2 separate regions of the Danio rerio genome follow, and region 2 is linked to region 1. The links are chromatin contacts, called in public HiCAR-type maps. All regions are on one chromosome and are shown on one strand. The core of a region is the stretch at or near the end of the contact, and the rest is flanking DNA. Distances in the headings are between cores, read along the strand shown.

Region 1 (3,650 bases), core at 568-3,067:
CATCAGTATCTTAAATCATTGAAATTTTTTAATATTTACATTTTTAAAAAATGTGTGAACATTTATAAGTATTTAGGTATGTATGTATTATATCATCTTTGCTTCAAATGACATAAACAAATTACTGCTTGAGCAAGGCGTTCTTAATGCAGGGTCTATGGGACAGGATAGTGAATTTGACATTATTCTCTCCTCTGGCTGCCGTCATCAGTGTCACACTTTTTTTCACCTTTTCTGAAAGTCTTTAAAACATCATCTTGGAGATTTTCTTTTATTTTTGAGCAAATAAGATATTTGTAAATAAGATATTTGTATAAATAAAAATATTTGTTGTATTCTACCATTCACTGCACCCAACTATGACGACTTCCGCTACTGAGAAACCCAAGAATGTGAAAAGGGTCTATCCCTTGATACCATAAAAGCATGGTATTTTTATCAAAAAGAATTATTGGAGAATTACTACTTCAAAGACTAAGTGTTAAATGTAGACAACAAAAAAGCTAAATTTACTGTCCCATCGAGTTATCAAATATGGAAGAGGGAGCACTTTACAGCCACACAAACAGTAATCATTACATCATTAATAATAAATAATCCATTGCTGTTCTCATAGTGACTATTAAAGTCATGGAAAAACTATACATTCAAGCTAAAACCATTTTAATACTGTTTTTTATTTTTATTTTACCATATTAATTTAATATTGTATAATCGTATACAAACACAACAGCAACCAATCTTTTCGTTCATTGTCATGAAACTCAGCTTAGTGGGTGAACGTCAGGAAATTTAAAGATTAGCTTAAAGTGGGAACCCTGTCTATAGCACTTATTTGGATTGTTGTTTTGTGTTGAGACAACCACCTGATCCATGAGGCACATGACATGTAAAACAGGGCCCTCTAAAATAAAAAAGGTATCGCATCTCTAAACATTACTGATAGCCACTGCAAGGGGCTCTCCAGAGACAACGTTAATGCTGACTGTCTTTGCCTGCACATCCATTAATATTAAACAGAAAGTCGTCTATAAACATGAAGCTTTGTCAACACAGGAGAGCTGGCAAAGTCCAGTTGTAATACCAACTTATAAGCAACATGAACATACTTTCTTTGGAGCAATCACTGTGTTCATGATGTAACACATCCAATGTAAACACCAGCTCAGCGTTATGCACTTCATCAATACTGCTGGATGAAAACGATGCAGCAGAGATAGACAGGCCTTACAGTAAAACACAATGATCAGGTACAAGACGCAAACTGTCAGCTTCTCTGTTAGCTGTTACTCCTAGAGCTAACGAATATTAGATATAATGTCATCGTCGGATAACGCTGTGTTGTCATGCACTATCAGTGGACATGGTTACAATCAAACCTCCACAGCTGATCATGTATCAGAGTCGGACTGTAACATTGTAGGTAAACAGGTGACATCAGCACGAGCTCATCGTCAAACTCCTCTTACCTGACGTTTAAATATCCCGGTTTCAGCCGTCCGCCTTCGATGGCATTTGGAGAGAGATTATTCCAGTCAAGCTCTCGTGGCGCTGTTAGTGATGATGGTGTTTATTTGACATTGTCGGATGGGCTCAGCTCAAGCCAGCTCTCACTCCGCATTACTACCGGTTAATGGAGGGACAGCCGCCTCCTCTTCGCACTTCAAACAGGCTAGGATTAATCTCGATCGAGACGAAGACGAAAACACGGGGGGAAGAATCCGATAATACTAGTTAAAGCCGAGGTCGTTGCTAAATTTCTAATAAGTGTGGGTATTATTTACAGTGTGTGTGATTGTGTTAAACCAAACATGCTATGCAACAGGAGAGAAACGTGCTCTCCTACTGGCCAAGGAGTGACAGCTACAGCTTTTCATTGGTCTTTTTAGTTGTCTTTTACATAACCCCGCCTCCTGGCGTGGGGTTTTCCAATAGTTTGGTTGAGAAAATTGAGGAACTGGCTGTGTGACAGGTTGTACATGAAGGCTTTTTCCTTTTCTGTTCTTTCAAGGATATACATTTGAATTCCTGCAACTAATGTTATATAATGTAATTAATGTATTTTGTTTATACACCATGTTCTACATGGGTCTCACGAGTAAACAAGGGTTTTTAATAGTTTCTAAGAAAGAAAAAATAAACAAATGAATAGGAAATCTGCAGTTTAATAAGTCATAGAATATGTACTTAAAGCCATTCAAAAACCAGCACAACAAAACCTGAAATTATATGACGCAATTAACAGACCCTTAAATAAACTGATTATAGCCTACAATACAAAAAACAACCACCAACATATCAAAATAATACACATGCTAACTGTAAACTGAGGATGAGTACAAGTATCAACCCAAACAAACATGTTTTCATGTACAGTACAGTTTTGTTGGTTGACATGTTACTCATTTATAATGCTATGAGACTACACACAAAAGGAATTTTTTTTTTTAAATAAACTACATATATGAAATCTGGAAGAAACAAGACACATCTCGAAGACACATTCAAGGCAAAACAACCCAGTCAATCTCCCCAGCTGACATTCGAATCAGTATTCTGGATCGGGAATGCTAACTTTGACTAGCTAAACCATGACTTCCTGCTTGTGTGTTTATGGTTGCCAGTTTATTTGTTTTTTAAAGGAAAATGATGACCGTTGGATTTGGGAGTTTGATGGCAGGCAATACAGAGCCTTCATGCCCTCAGAAGGTCAATCTGCATTCTTGCTGGCTCAGCTGCTCTTCTTCCTGTGGGCTCAGATTATTTCCTCTCAGCCTTTAAGAGCACAAAGCAAAGAGTCTTTGTAGTAAGGATATTAATATTATTCAAAACACAAACCATAGACATGGATAATATGATATTTACTACACACACACACACACACACACACACACACACACACACACTAAAAAGTCCAAATTAAAACTGTACATGTTTTAATGTGAAATTCTAATTGAAAGTCTAACTTCACATTTCAATCAATGACTTTTTTAAAGTAAAAACCAGTGTATGGTTAGTTAAAATGCTGGGAAATATCCTTACCAGACTTTCTTAACACTAGTGTTCATTTTCAGTGCCTCTATCAGACAATCAACCCCCTCCTTGCAGATGGAGTTTTTGTTTAACCTGGTTAGGAGAGATAGAGTTAGATCATCCAAGTCTGACTCAGAAAATGAAAACTAAAAAAAGCTGAAGGCACTCACCACAATTCTTCCAGACTTTTGTTCTGTCGGATAAATTTAGCCAGAGCACATGCACCGGCACTGCCCACACCATTATCCACCAGACTGAAACAAACCAACGCAACACCACCACAAAAAATAAAACATGCTGCACTGAGTGACTCACGGCTCTGCAAATTTTATATGATCTAGTTAACCTTTTTTCTTTGCTTATCATCTTTTTGCATGTTGTAAAATATGTTAAAACATATGCATTACAGAATACAGATTTATGATCAATATATACAATATTACCTTAACCATATTAGTGTTTTGCTATTCGTCAGCGCATCCGCCAATACCTCAGCTCCCCTGTCCCCAACTTTATTACCCCATAATCTAGAAGTAAAAAGAAAATGTGATTTAATATAGGTATTAAATAAAAATACCATACAATATTTCATTCCTTTCATAGACCTCACCCCAGAA
Region 2 (3,650 bases), core at 615-3,114, 350 kb after region 1:
TTTTAGGAAAGGATAGATCTCTGCTATCAGGGAAACTTTGCTTTATGCAATGTTAAAGTTACATAAAGCTTGAAAATCAGAATCAGTACTCAGTATCAGCCAATCACAATGACGAGGAATCCGTACTCGGTATCTGCTCCAAAAATCCTAACCGGAGCATCCCTAACAAGAATCTAATAATACACACAAAAATGTTGAATTGGTTTTAGGCCATTAGCTTATGTCAAGAATGTCTTTTGTGATACAAATACAATATGATATGTCTAATCATGGGCGACTGTAAAGTGGTAATTAAAGACAAAGTTTTATCAATTGCTGACCTTATTGATATTCTAGACCTGTATGACTCTCTTCTGCAGAACATAAAATAAGATGTCTCACTGTTTAGTTTAGCTTTTGGTCCATACAGTGGAGGTCAAACTTCTTCAGAATATCTATTTTAGTGTACCACATAATACAGCTTTGAAACAACAAGGAGATGAGTGGACCATATAAATCTTCTTTTTCTGATGAGCATGCTGAATAACACTAAGCTGACCAAGTTTGAGAGAGTTTGAGATGTTAGGGGCCAGCAGAGAGACTCGGGAGAGCAGCTGACAAGCCAGCGCAGGTCATTTAAATGGAAGGATTGCAAAGATACTCCAGACATGCCAAATATGGTGAAGAAACGTCTCGTATGTCAAACCACTGGTAAACCTGCGAGAACCTGATAGTTATTTTAGTGAATGGATGGTCGCAGATCCATCGCCATGTGTTATAGCCTTGTTCCTCAGGTCAAGACATGTTTAACACGTACCGAATAACCCTCCGCCAAGTGTCAAGTGTGTAGGCCAGCTGCTGAGTCCGAGCAAACAAACAGGCCCTGCAACGGGCTTATCATCCAAACACCCACACAAATTTAAAGTTCGCTTCTGCACTCACCCCACTATGCCATCCGAGTAGTTTCTGCTCTTCCACGGGGTGCCCGCGTAGCCGTCCTCCGCCCCGTCCGTCAGCAGCAGACTCCGGTTAAAGCCGTAGGTGCTCGCCTTGTTGTCTCTTTTCCTCTTGCTTGGTAACTCGTTTCCCACTCCTGCGACCCCGCTGCCACCCACTTGCCCCCCTCCGCCGACAACCCTGCCCGGCCTGCTGCTGTTAATGTTGTTAAACGCTTCCAGAGGGATGAAGTCCTGTTGTTCGGAGACCTCGCTGTCGGGTTTGGACCCAGACATGCCCTGTTGGTCCTTGGGTCTACCGCTGCTGCTGTCGGCCGCGTTGCTCGACGCACCGTCGCCGTTGGTCGTCAGTTTGGCGCTGGCTGTGTTGCAGTTGTTGTTAAAGTAGAGGTTTCCCAGCGTCTGTGTCGTGTCCCAGATGTGCATCCACAGGTTGTTGGCCGGTCCGCGCTGTTCTGGCTGAAACCAGGCGATTCTCGGATCCATCAAACGCTGAGCTGATGCAGGCACACTTGCCCCCGGAGCAGAGCCAGGCTCGGTTCACTTCACGTTAACCCACTAACGGGAACACGCTCGCTCGCCCTAGACAGCGACTAAAATATCCTGTGCGGGTCCATCAACGCCTCTCGGGGACGGGAGAACACCACTGTAAACGGACTGTAAAAAGACGTTCTGCTTTTAAAAACGGTCACCGTCAAACTTAAGAGCACGAGGACTGAAGAAACGTGAGTGTCGTCTGTGTCACTGCCTCTGACCCGTTTCTATCTGAGATCGTGTGTCTCAATGGCGGATAGACCCCGACGCGACTGCGCATGCTCTGCCAGGCGCGAGCGAGCGTGAAACGGGGGCGCGCGGACTGTGAGTTACGCAAGAGCGCACGTTACAGCTTCTGTGTTACGTAACAACAACAGCGGGGTTGATACATTGTGGTAATATGAAGCTCTTGTCTGTGTCATGTTTCAGATGTACCCTGTAAAAGGTGGCACTAATCCAATGAGCCGTATATCTAGTGCATGGGGTCCCACTGTTATCTCCTAATTGGATTATTTTGTAATGCACTGACAGAAATTAGATTACGGGAACAGGAGTCCGCAAATAGAATATAAACAGCAGTATTATTACAATGGGACAGGTCCATCCGACTTGTGTTTCTTTGTGCCATTTAAAGCGACAGTGCAATATAAATAGATGTCTATGATACAGGCATAGGACGATAAACGTTTTGATCGGAATTTAAACTGCTTTCGCATGACAAGACCATATATATATATCTTAAAGCAGCGCAAATGTATGTGCATGCTATGATATGATCACGTATGTCTTATTGTGCAATAATCTGGGCTCAAGCTACTCAATCAGTTGTTAAGCCTGTAATGTCACTATACAAATTAACTTTAAAGGTAATGGATCAGAAACCAATAGTGGCATCACTGTCAAAATCTTTAAAAATATCACTTAAGTTTTGATGTTTTTTATAATTAAAGTTTTCATTTTTTAAAACTATGTTTAAGTGTATGCATGGTCTTGCCCCTAAAGTAGGCAGTGAGTTGATACATAAATTCAACAGTGATTAAAGACTAGGGGGTCAGTAAGTGGGAATTGTAGAATCCGCAGATGCAGAACCACTATGGGGGAGTCATCATTTTCAGTGAAAGGTTCACATCTATGAAATGCCATGCCTGTTGATTTAAAACTACAATCAAAACTCCCAGTTTTTTTTTCTGTAAAGCCAAGTATGGTTGAAATCTTTACAGCAATGTGAGCATTAAGTATTCTTTCAGGTTGGTCGGGTTTACATTCCTCTTTAGTATGCAGATTGACTTACATTTTATGTTCGCTGTATTAAGTTTTTTCTAGTTTATTATTATTTTTTTAATTTTAATGTAAAGCCTAACCAGGGATGAGGGCTGGAAATTAGATGTACTTGACATCAGCCGTTTTATTTAGTTTTTTTAGGGCAATAGTATCTTAAACTGAAAAGGACCCTCCACATCAAAAACTACTGTTCCAAAATATTTTAAATGTTTATTAAATAAAATGTGTTCGATGGAGAAACAATTTTTTGTTTTCCCCAGACAAGGTTATCATACTGTTAGAATCTTATATCAGCCCATGCCTACATGATAATTTATAATAATTCTTATTGCGGATATCTACTTGATGGTAAAAAGGCAAAAGATGATTCTCAATCCTTTTAAATGTGATGTAAATGATGAAAAATGTAACAGTAAAAACATATTTCATAATCATTTAATATTCTTGTTTTAATTACAAGGTCACTTTTGACAACTTGTATCAATCATATTTTCTATAACTTTATATTGATTAGATTTGATAAATATTTTACTTATTTTGTGTTTACTCATTTCAAAATGTTTAATGTTTTTATTAAATTCAACGTTATATTTCTCACATTTTTTTCAATGCTTGTCCTCATGTTGACTCACCCAGCCCATTTATAAATGTAGATTTAAAATAGAAAGCTTGAAAATCCTTGAGCAATATTTAATAATTTCTTTTTGCTACAATTAGATATGCAAAGCTAATGGATCATGACTGTTTATGAGGTATATTAAGATAAGTAAAACATAAGATAACCTAACATATATACTACAACATTTCTACATAGACAGGTTTATGAGGGATCGAATACAACTAATAAACATCTGATAATCCACTGTTGCTCTGCTGTGGGCCATAAAGTGCAACATAAAA

Evidence for each region. HiCAR-type assays count read pairs that join an accessible place to other places.
Region 2: a HiCAR-type map of caudal fin shows a contact between it and region 1, with 2.7 times the contacts expected there. The contact joins the promoter of tent4b here to the promoter of cyld in region 1. A contact is called at or near these places in 1 of 18 Hi-C or Micro-C datasets (caudal fin) and 3 of 4 datasets of contacts at active chromatin or transcription factors (caudal fin, embryo and gastrula embryo).

Annotation. Positions count from the first base shown.
Region 1 is chr7:37,761,386-37,765,035 of GRCz12tu, forward strand. It overlaps cyld (cylindromatosis (turban tumor syndrome)), which reads right to left and starts at 1,818. Exons shown (of 17, transcript XM_679725.9): 1 at 1,470-1,818. nod2 (nucleotide-binding oligomerization domain containing 2) reads right to left here. Exons shown (of 12, transcript NM_001328044.1): 8 at 3,644-3,650; 9 at 3,477-3,560; 10 at 3,204-3,287; 11 at 3,043-3,126; 12 at 2,146-2,775. The coding sequence ends at 2,703.
Region 2 is chr7:38,108,143-38,111,792 of GRCz12tu, forward strand. It overlaps tent4b (terminal nucleotidyltransferase 4B), which reads right to left and starts at 1,865. Exons shown (of 12, transcript NM_001326696.1): 1 at 922-1,865. The coding sequence starts at 1,421.